Linked DNA regions of Xenopus laevis: region 1 is linked to region 2. Evidence: chromatin contacts called from public Hi-C data. All regions are on one chromosome and are shown on one strand. The core of a region is the stretch at or near the end of the contact, and the rest is flanking DNA. Distances in the headings are between cores, read along the strand shown. Region 1 holds the start of rab40b.L (RAB40B, member RAS oncogene family L homeolog). Region 2 overlaps LOC108701168 (a long non-coding RNA gene).

What was found. A called contact is a pair of places that touch in the nucleus more often than the background predicts.
Region 1: a Hi-C map of the XTC cell line shows a contact between it and region 2, with 3 times the contacts expected there. The contact joins the promoter of rab40b.L here to the enhancer-like site in region 2. A contact is called at or near these places in 2 of 4 Hi-C or Micro-C datasets (the XL177 cell line and the XTC cell line).

The regions. Positions count from the first base shown.
Region 1 is chr9_10L:51,021,492-51,027,496 of Xenopus_laevis_v10.1, forward strand. rab40b.L (RAB40B, member RAS oncogene family L homeolog) reads right to left here and starts at 1,433. Exons shown (of 7, transcript NM_001093844.2): 1 at 1,396-1,433.
Region 2 is chr9_10L:50,898,026-50,903,375 of Xenopus_laevis_v10.1, forward strand. It overlaps LOC108701168 (a long non-coding RNA gene), which reads left to right. Exons shown (of 2, transcript XR_001933114.2): 1 at 1-1,355; 2 at 4,738-5,350. Among protein-coding and RNA genes, the nearest start is that of LOC108701168, 3.2 kb to the left of the region's middle. Within about 2 kb of position 3,291, at least 1 of the 7 cell types and tissues checked has an H3K27ac peak or open chromatin away from gene starts, as enhancers often do.

The DNA of each region.
Region 1 (6,005 bases), core at 183-2,682, 120 kb after region 2:
GCTACTTTTATACCTCATCTTTACACTGAGGCTCTTTCCTATTCATATTCCAGTTTTTTATTCAAATCAATGCACGGTTGTTAAGGTAATGTGGACCCTAGCAACCAGATTACCGATATTGCAAACTGGGAAGCCGTTGAACAAAATGGTAAATAACTCAAAAACCACAGACAATAAGAACAATGAAAACCAATTGCAAATGGTCTCAGAATATCACTCTCTACCAGGGTCGGACTAGGGGGCTCAGGCCCACCGGGACTAATGTCCAGGGCCCCCTCTGACCCACTGCCTGCATGAAGGCGTCGCTTGGTGCTCCTAAATCCATAGGTGCCTAAAAAAAACTTCCCCCCCCCCGAATTTGATTGGGAAAGGGTCGGGGCCCACCGGGCCAGTCCGACACTGTTCTCTACATCATACTAAAAGTTAATTTAAAGATGAACCCCTGTAATGAAAGTGCACTGCTGGTGTGGCTTGACCTTGTAATACTATAATATCCCAAAAGTACAGTTATGCCCAGTCCATACAGCACTAAACTCAGCTCAGGCCTTGCCTCACAAGGAATTGAAATCATGCCTATTATTATGGCTTGGCCTGACATATGGTTTGGCATTCAGGGCAGAGCAGGGAGTTGTATTCTATGTACAGAAGGGTAACATACAGCTTTACTGTTACGTCTTGCTCTACTGTCACTATCTAACCCTACTGCCACCAACTAACCCTACTGATGCCATCTTGCTACATGAGCAGGTGAAGTATGAATATGAGCATACTGTATGTATGTGTAAGTGCAGTATGTGTGTGTGTATGTATGGTATGTATGTGCCTGGTATGTATTTGTATGTGCATGGTATACAAGTATATATGGCATGTATGTGTAGGCACATGGAATGTATGTGTGCATAGTATGTGTGTAGATGTGTGTGCAAGGGATGTATGTGTGTATGGGATGTATGTGTGCATGGGATGTATGTATGTGTGTGTGCATGGGATGTATGTATGTGTGTATGCATGGGATGTATGTAGGTGTATAGTATGTATGTGTGTATGGTATGTGTGTGTGTATGTGTGGGATGTATGCAGGTGTATGTGCATGGCATGTATGTAGGTGTATAGTATGTATGTATGTATGTGCATGATATGTGTGTGTGTATGTGTATGTATATATATATATATATATATATATATATATATATTATATGTGCGTGTTGGGGGGGAGGTGTACATGTGTGTATGTTCTAGTGAGTGTGCACATGCAGTTATATAAGTGAGCACACAAATACCACCCCACCCCGCCGTGCTGCAGTACATGGACCCTATAGAGAGCTCTGAATGTCCTACAGTTTAAACACGGCAAATTAACCCCCGATCACTTCCATACACCAGGGACCTACCTGTTATCCACCTCCAGCGCCAGCCTCGCTACAACCTGCTCTGAGAACATTGCTGGACTGCGCTCGGTATGACAGCTCCTCTCCCGCCTCTCGTCAAATCTCATTGGTCGCTAGCTCAGTTGCTAAGGAATCGGCCCCATGTAATTGGCTGCTCCAATCATCCATCATAGGAGGGGGGTGTTCCTTCGGCGACTCTGTTTCTCCTCCAGGTAAAGGAAAAGCAGGAGTGGAAAATGCGTACGAGGGCGTGGTCATGGTGGGAAAGAGGCGTGTCAAGTGTTGTTTACAAACGCGTGCTGGAATGTAGAGCGCGCATGCCTCATAACATACTGGGGATTGACTCCCGAATAACTCTATGGTTTAGTTCAGCTGTGGTCCTAAACGTTTAATTTCTACCTATCTAACCTGTGATCCAGAACAATTACCGTCTTATTTACCTACCGTCCTACTCACCAGCATGTGATTCAGTCAGAACACGCATAGTCTTATTCCTGGAGCCTCTAAACCAGGGGTCCCCAACCTTTTTTACCAGCGAGTCACATTCAAATGCAAAAAGAGTTGGGGAGCGACACAAGCATGGAAAAAGTCCCTTGTGGTGCCAAATAAGGTCTGAGATTGGCTATTTGATAACCCCTATGTGGCCTGGCAGCCTACACCAGGCTCTACTTGGCACTATACTTAGTTTTTATACAATTAAAACTTGCCTCCAGGCCTGGAATTCAAACATAAGCACCTGTTTGGCAGTACACTGAGAGCAACATCCAAGGGGTTGGAGAGCAACATGTTGCTCATGAGCTACTGGTTGGGGATCACTGCTCTTAACCAAAACACTTACGGCCCTACCCACTCAGCTTCTGCTGCAGAACACCTATTGTCCTAGCTATCAAGCTTCTTATCTAGAACTTCACCCAGCTTCAACTGCAAAACACATATCATCCTATCAACCCATCATCTTCTTCAGAACTCAGACCTTACTATCCAGCATATAGTTAGATAATTACATAGTTAAATTGGGTTGAAAAAAGACAAAGTCCATCAAGTTCAACCCCTCCAAATGAAAACCCAGTATCCATACTCCCTACTTTTAATTAAATTCTATATACCCTAACCTATACTAACTATAGAGCTTAGTATCACAATAGCCTTTGATATTATGTTTGTCCAAAAAATCATCCAAGTCATTCTTAAAGGCATTAACTGAATCAGCCATCACAACCTCACTGTCCTGACTGTGAAGAACCCCCTACGTTGCTTCAAATGAAAGTTCTTTTCTTCTAGTCTAAAGGGGAGGCCTCTGGTACGGTGATCCACTTTATGGGTAAAAAGGTCCCCTGCTATTTGTCTATAATGTCCTCTAATGTACTTGTAAAGTGTAATCATGTCCCCTCGCAAGCGCCTTTTTTCCAGAGAAAACAACCCCAACCTTGACAGTCTACCTCATAATTTAAGTCTTCCGTCCCTCTAACCAATTTAGTTGCACATCTCTACACTCTCTCCAGCTCATTTATATCCCTCTTAAGGACTGGAGTCCAAAACTGCACTGCATACTCCAGATGAGGCCTTACCAGGGACCTATAAAGAGGCATAATTATGTTTTCATCCCTTGAGTTAATGCCCTTTTTTATGCAAGACAGAACTTTATTTGCTTTAGTAGCCACAGAATGACACTGCCCAGAATTAGACAACGTGTTATCTACAAAGACCCCTAGATCCTTCTCATTTAAGGAAACTCCCAACACACTGCCATTTAGTGTATAACTTGCATTTATATTATTTTTGATATAGAATACTTTCCCACCTACCCTGCATATGATATTGAATACTTCCCACCTACTCAGTTTATGATATAGAATACTTTCCTACCTACCCAGCATTTGATATAGAATACTTTCCCACCTCCCTGGCCTTTGATAAAGAATATTTTCCCACCTACCCAGCATATGATATAGAATACTTTCCCACCTACCCAGCGTATGATATAGAATACTTTCCCACCTACCTAGCCAGCCTCAGAGTGCCTACTTATCTTCTAGAACACATGCTAATGTACATTTGACCCAGAACACTTGCTATACCAGCTTCTCATTCTTACACATTCGCTCCCAGTGTTCTGATATGAAACAATTAACCAGGCTCCAACCTCCCAGCCAGTGTAGGACTGGCCCACAGGATACCAGGAAAACTCTCGCTGGGCTCAGTTGTCAGTGGGTCCTCTTGCTTCTAACCATTTAGCCTATTTCATAGTCACTCCCTATTTATTTATGGGAAAACATGCTTAATAATGGAAGAATATAGTAAGTAGATATAAAATGCTAGAAGAATAAAGAGGTTGAGTGAGGAGAAGAGTTTGGAAAGTGGGCCCACGGTCTAAGGTTTTCTGGTAGGCCCCTGGTATCCCAGTCTGTGACTTATCCTAAAAACAGAAACATTCATCAAAATTTTCAGTTCTGCCATGCTCTTGTTTATGGAAATAACAGTAGAAAAAAACCTAATCAATCTGATTTATGAATTACATTGCAGTTAGAATAGCAATACAGACAATTAAACAGCAGGAACCATAAAACATGAAAACCAAAGGTTACATTGACTTCATTTCCCCTTTAAAGTGCCTTTGGCTAACTGCATCCGCACAAGCACCACCTGTGTATATAAGGTATGTGTTGCTGGTATGAAGACAGAGCCTCATAACAAGTGAATTTAGTCTGCAAGTGTCATGTTTGATCACCAGTTGCCTCCGAGCAAATCTCTTTGAAGTCACTTGTTCCAACCTGTTTCCATCACTGGCATTGACACACATATTATATTCAGCCTTCTTGCCTTTATGGGATCTAATAATGAGTGGCACCTATTAGTATAAATATGCCAGGTTTCTAATGGAGTCACAACATTTATCAACATGCAACTGGCGTGGGAAATAATTAACTTCATATGGCCTGATTTCCAATCAAACTTGTTTCAAAGCAGAGGCAGCTGTTAGTACTGAGGCTGCATTGAAGGAGATTCTGGGTATTGAATCGAATATACTCTGTGCTGTACAAAATGCCTCCTTGCTGAAAGGGTGTTTGCAGTGCTGAGCTGGATGATCAGAACATATCCTGGAACAATACTCCCTCAGAGTACACTATTAGGCATAATTCCATTTAATGATTACTTACCCTTTTCTAAACTGTTCCATTTTTACAAGCAGACCTAAGAATAGAAGAATAAAGGGCTTTATGGGGAAGGAGGGAACTATCATTATGTTCTTAGCTAAGCTGGCCAAGTTCTACGGAGCTGATCATAGATCCAAAGAGCAAAACCTGGCAAATGCAGAAAGGAATAATGTGGATTGCTTTATGGCTAGCTAAGGGAATACTCACGTATGTGTTACTGTATCCTGCAGCACTCCCACCTTACCCTTACTCCAGTGTGTCATTTATATATATTATATATTATATATTATATATATATGCGGGTAAGCCAGCAAGGGGGAATGCAACTATATGGATACTACCCAGAGAGGGAGCATTGGAAGTAGTAGTAAAACTGCAGCAATGGTGTTGTTCCATATCCCCTCTTATTGGGCATCTACTTAGGAGCCAGTTAGGTGATGGAACTTACTATACATTCAGTGACACTGACTTGTTTAGTAGGGATCACGGGAGGGGGGGGTGACTACACTGTGATACTTAGCAGTATGGCCTCAAGCCCCCTGTCCACCCGAAGCAACCTAACTCCATGTTGTTACTTAATAGCAAATACTGTAACTCCTTACTAGAGTTATAGGGTCTGCTGTACAACCTTATCTCCTTTGTTGCCCCCTTTTCTTTAGAGTTTTAAAAAGAGAATTGGCAGAGATAAGGAAGTTTAGCTAAAGCAGAACAAACATTACCAGTGGACATATAATTAGACATATAACTGGAAGACAAGAGCAGTGTGATCAGTAAATGGGATGATGAGAAAAAACAAAAAAGATGAATGATTTACAATGAAAGGCTGGATAAAAGCCAGACCCTATGTAATACGCCTCCCCCACCCCTATCTGTTCTTCTTGTTATAGCTCATTCCAACCTTTCTAAAAACCAACCAGCCGCCCCTTTTGGTTTATATTTATAGCCAGCACAGACCTGAGCACAGTCCTTCCTTCTTCAATATTAGTGCACTTGTGCTGTGGCCAGAACCCACAGTGCTCATCTGAGGCCACTAAGCACTAAACCATTGCACAGCTGATGCTGAAGCTTTCCCAGGAATAGGAATGTGCTAAGGCACAAAAATATTTGTTTTTGCAGTATGGTACTGTCTAGCTGGTACAACAGGTGAGAGGGACACAGTCAAATGATTTTTGGCTTTAAATGTCTTGTATTTGTAAGTGGAGTTGCTTTTTTATTAAAGTAAATTAAATCGATATTGATGATTCTATGTAAAACCTATTGGAAGCTCTATCTCTCAATAGGGTAGGTGAAAGGGAATCATTTTTTATATAGTGCTTTTCTCCCATAAGACTATAGAGCACAACTATATAGAATAGAAAAGTTTCCCTGTTTTCACAAGCAACCTGCAACCCTTCAGCTGTACAACCCCGGCCAGTAGTGATGTGCAGGCTGGCCCAATACCTATGGGTAAAATTGCGGCTTG
Region 2 (5,350 bases), core at 2,041-4,540:
GGAAGTCCGTTCGTTTGTCCGATACTGCAGGTAAACCTGCACATCTATTGCCACCTTAAGGCTAGATGGGAAAGTAGGACAGGATGGAGACAATAAGACAAGATCTCCTAAGGCAATATGGTGACACTATCACTACCTGCCCAGTATAAATTTAATTTAATATCAATGGTGATGAAGATAAGGCAGCTATTTCATTGCCCCTAAAAAAGATGCAAAACCTAGTTGTTGAAGTACATATTTTACTGTGTAAACTACACCTTGGTTGCTAGGCTGACTTGCACCCAGGAACTCCCAATCAATTTGTTTTCCCATTGCAACCGTACGAACCACAGGTCACATGCAGTTTCTCTTTTCAAGTATGTAGGGCAGAAAGGCAAATCGTTACATTAAAGATACAAACTGAAGACAAATTATATATTATATTTCTGATTCCATGTCCATATAATGGTAATGTTTGCCACCCCTTTAATTCTTTTTGCCTTAATTCTCCTTGCTACTGCTAGGATACTGAATTATAAGACACTGCCACTTTTGTTTTTATAGGGGGTTAAAGTGCCACCTAGCCTTCCACAGGTACTAAATGTAGATAATAATTTACTGGTGACGGAGAGACACGGCTTCTTTGGACTTCAAAAAATCTGGTTTTTCAGGCTTGGAACTCTATAACCAGTCGGGTGACGTTACAGCCCAAGGTGTATTGACCTCGCCATGCAGTCGTATTGTTATACAAGGTGTGGACTATTTAAAGAGCATCAATTCGTGTCATGAGACAGTAACAAGCAGGAGCCGTGGGAGATGTGACCGCTCACCTCTCAACAGATCATCTCACTCCCTTTGGCTCTTATTACATTTAGACCCACGATGAAGTTTGGAAAAGTGATTGGTCGCTGCTCGTTGCTCTTCATCATCGCCATCATATTTGATGTTGCCGGGATTATTCTGCTTCTCATCGGGATATTTGCCAGCCTTGCTGCCTTTGACTTTTATATATACACAGGCGCCCTTATCATTGCTCTGAGCCTAGTCTTGTGGATGCTGTGGTACACTGGCAATGTAGAGCTTTCCAACAAGGATCTAGAGCTCATGCTGTAACCTATCAGATATTTCATTTATTATAGGGGGACACTAGTTCCTTTCTAACAACAAAAACTTAATGGACATTTCATGTTTGTCCCCCAAAAATTGATTGCTAGAAAAATACAAACATTTGAACACTTTCACTATTATTCTGATAAAATCTGTGAATTCAGGATTATTTGGTGACACAGGAAGGGTGTTTGTTAATTGCCCCCCTTCTCCCATGGCACACACAAGGCTGAAGAAAAGGACAACTGGCATTAAATGGCTTTTTGAAGGTAGGAATGGGGGCTGCAAATATATTTGCCAGTATGGAATAGATAAGTCATGAGACCAAAGATGGGGATTCATTTAATTGTAGTGTTTGTATAGAGAGAAGGATTTTAATTGTGTGCTAGTTAACTCAATTAATTGTGAGATGGTGTGTATAATAAGGCAATGTGATGTCGGGGAAGGTGAGATAGTGACAAGGTAGGTAGTGGGACAGGTAGAGATGGGCGAATCTGACATGTTTCACTTTGCCAAAAAATCGCGAAACTGCATTAATTCACCAAACTGTATTAAAGGGGAACTATCGCGAAATGAGAATTTAATATAAGCTTCATCATTCTGAAATAAGAAACTTTCGAAATACAATCAATTAACAATTCTGTACTCTTTCTGAAATAATCAAGTTTATCTTCACTATCCCTCTCTCTGCATCTGTTTCTCTTCATGCAGCAGTTGGGTCTCAGATATTCAGTGACAGTTAGATCCAATATATCTTATAGGGGGGGCTCCTTTTGCCTAGAAGATGTACTAGAGCTCACTCTATTAAAATCACAAGACATCATATGTCTCTCTACATGCAGGATTTGTGCAAAAGGCAGTTATTTTGTTGAATTTTGTTTGCACTGGAATCAGTTATTTGTATGAGTTCTAATTCATCTGCTAGAAAAGGAAGCCCCCCTATAAGATATATTGGATCTAACTGTCAATGACGATCTGATACCCAACTGCTGCATAAAGACAGAATGGAGAGAATCAGATGCTGAGAGAAGGATAGTAAACATAAACTTGATTATTTCAAAAACAGTACAGAATATTTAATTGATTGTTTTTACAAAGTTTCTTATTTCAGTATGCTTAAATTGTAATTTTTGCGACAGTTCCCCTTTAAAGTTTATGGGAGTCAAATTGTTTTGTGGCACAACAATTTTTTTCACCCATTGAAGTCTATGGGCCACTTTTTTGTGGAGAAAATTTGTAAAAAATTTAGCTCATCACTAGCTACAGGGGGGATTTATCCAGTGACGAAACTGTAATTGGTGCAAGGGATGCAATTGCACCCAAGGGGCCCACAGGGATTTTTTTTTATAAGATCACACCACAGTATGAATTTTTACATGGGTGCGTGGTGGGGTAGGGCTCAGTACCAAGATATGCCACAGGGCCCTTGGCACTGTAGTTATGCCACCGGATGTCCTGTTCTGTCCACACAAACAGCAATGTGATCAGTATATACAGAATTAATACATGAAGTGAGGGGTGTTACTATATAGGAAGCCCCCAGAAAGTATAGGGGTCTAGTGACAGTTTCAGTATATGTTTCTGACATTTATTTTATTCCAAAAGTTTGGGGGGGCATTGAAATAATTATACTTTGGGGCCCAGTAACTTCTATTTATTCCACTGACCCCGAAAGTACCCTGCTCATGCGGAGTACATAACATCTTTTAGTATTTGTAGTTTTTGCAACTGAAAGCTTCCCCTTTAGAAATGGTCTCAAGGAGACACAGTTAAAGGGCAGGTGAGACAGCAGGTCAAAAGTGAGACAAACTATACAATTATGTAACCATTATATACTAAGTTTAGATACATTGTTTGAGCTTACCGCTGTATACGGTGGGCCCGGGTGCACACGCCCCAGACCTTCAGCAAGGGGAGCAAATACCAGGAAACTTCAAAATAGGCTGGCAAAAGCCTGGACCCACGAAATAGTAGAGACGGAGTCAGATTGTAAAAGGGTTAAAAAGGCTTACATTTTATTTTCCATAATTAAGAACCAAGGCTGATGCGTTTCGCGTCTACCAGGGATCTGGTAGACACGAAATGTGTCAGCCTTGGTTCTTAATTTACAATCTGACTTCGGCTCTACTATTTCGTGGGTCCAGGCTTGTGCCAGCCTTTTTTGAAGTTTGAAGTTTCCAAAAGTGAGACAATATAGATTTCTCTGGAAGGAACTTCAGTTACATGTGAATAGTGAGAGAGAGAGAGGGTGTAGCCTTTAAGTGCACAACCTGGGGAGTAACATGTCAATAGGATTCAACCAAATAAAAGAAACTCTGAAACAATGAAAGTTTCGCCATGTTTATTTACCCATTAGCTGTTACATCCTGCATATGACGTTTAACTCCTTCCTTAGGCCATGGGTACACTGAGTGTAGGCTTCTCTGCTTTCAGCCTACGTATTTTTGCAGGCTGAGAGAAGCGAAGCTGCTCCATGACCCTGCTCCATTTACATTTAGCTGAGCTGCTTCAGCTTGCATTCGCTCACACGAAGGGCTGGATTTACATAGTGGGCGCCCCTAGGCCAACTGCCGTTCGCCGCCCCTGTCCCCTCCCCTTTATTTGTGCAAATTTTCATCATCTGGACTGGAGCAATGGGGATTGTCGCACGGAAAATTTTAAAAATTATTGTATCTCCAGCGCATCCCCAGTGTTTTTGAACCAATGTGGGTGTGGTTGAGCAGCATGTCGCAGATCTGTGGAGACCCGTTGGCATTAGAACACCTAAAATGTAAAAGTATGGTCCTCTTCTGGTGAGATTTTCTAACCTTCACTTAAACCACATTAAGTATTGTAACTAAAGGTTCCTGGGCCTTCCCCCCCCCCATAGTGTTACTCCCACCCCACACTAGTGAATGTTCCAAAAGTGCAGGTAGTAGGGAGGGTGTGGGTAAGATGTGGATCATTTCTGGCCACCCTGTCACATCCAGGGGGCTGCTAATGACAAATTAGGCCACTGTGCTCATTTGATCAGATTTTTACCCAGATATTTGGGGGGGAGCCACAGGGAAAACCCGAAACACAGGCCAATAAGTTGCTGATTGCGTCTAGAGGGGCTGAATTTACAGCTTTTATCGGCCTGTGCATGGCCAATTTAAGGATATAGTTGTCTATCCCCACCCCCTTTTTATGTCCGGTAATGAAATCCTTCTCTCTAGTAAATTGGAGATCACATTTCTACCAGTAAAAGGGCATGAAATATAACACCCTCACACCCAGCTCTGTCCCAATGATCTTACTCTGGATTTATTTTATTACTTATTATTGTCTGATGGGATCACTTGACTGCAGGATCTAGAAAGGAAAGCAGCACATTAACTTGGTACCATCCAAAACATTGTGCAGGGCACACTGGTTACTCTTCTGCAGCAAAACCTTAGCCACAGGCATCACCAGCAACAGTGTAATAAATAAAGTAGTTCTAAATCTCATTGGACAGTAGCTGTGTTTCAGGGAGTAATCAGGGTACATAATATCTTTCAGTATTTGTAGTTTCTGCAACAGAAGCTTCTCCTTTAGAGATGCTTTTAAAAAGACAAAATCCTTCCAAACCTTATGTAATTCGATGATATCAAGAACAAGCTCATAAACATTTTACTTTTCTCTTTGTAGAAGAAATGGCAGATACTACGTAAGATGTCTCATGGGCAACACAAGTTGGACTGATACCCAAAACACTGGAGAGATTATTAATCATGGCAACATCGGGTCATCCATTTGGTCACAAGCTGGTCTGCATTAGAACATTCTCCTGACTAAATCTGAAACATTCCGTTGATGTTCCTCGCATGACCTCATGTGTCAATCCTTCATCTCTGAAGTGAGAAGAAGGATTGACAATAACTGTGATAATCTTATAGTACAACATGGATAAACTCATCACTAAGAACGTTCCAAGATTGTTGGAGAACTGGTTGCTTTATGGACTGCTATGCACTTTTCTCTCTATTACCCTGATCTTCTTGTATAAAAGGACCCTTTTGAATATCTCTGATGTGACCTACCTCACTCTGAAAATCTAAATATGAAGGATTTAGGACAATGAAGACACCCAAATCATGTGTGCATGTCTGAGGACTCTACATTTCTCATGTGACTTCTTTAATAAAATACCATGTTAGTATGGATGACATGGCAGATATCACTTCCATTTTTAGGGTATTGTTATAAAAAGCACTAATCTTGTCAAGGTCTATAAACCTTAATAGCAGCAACCAATCGGGTA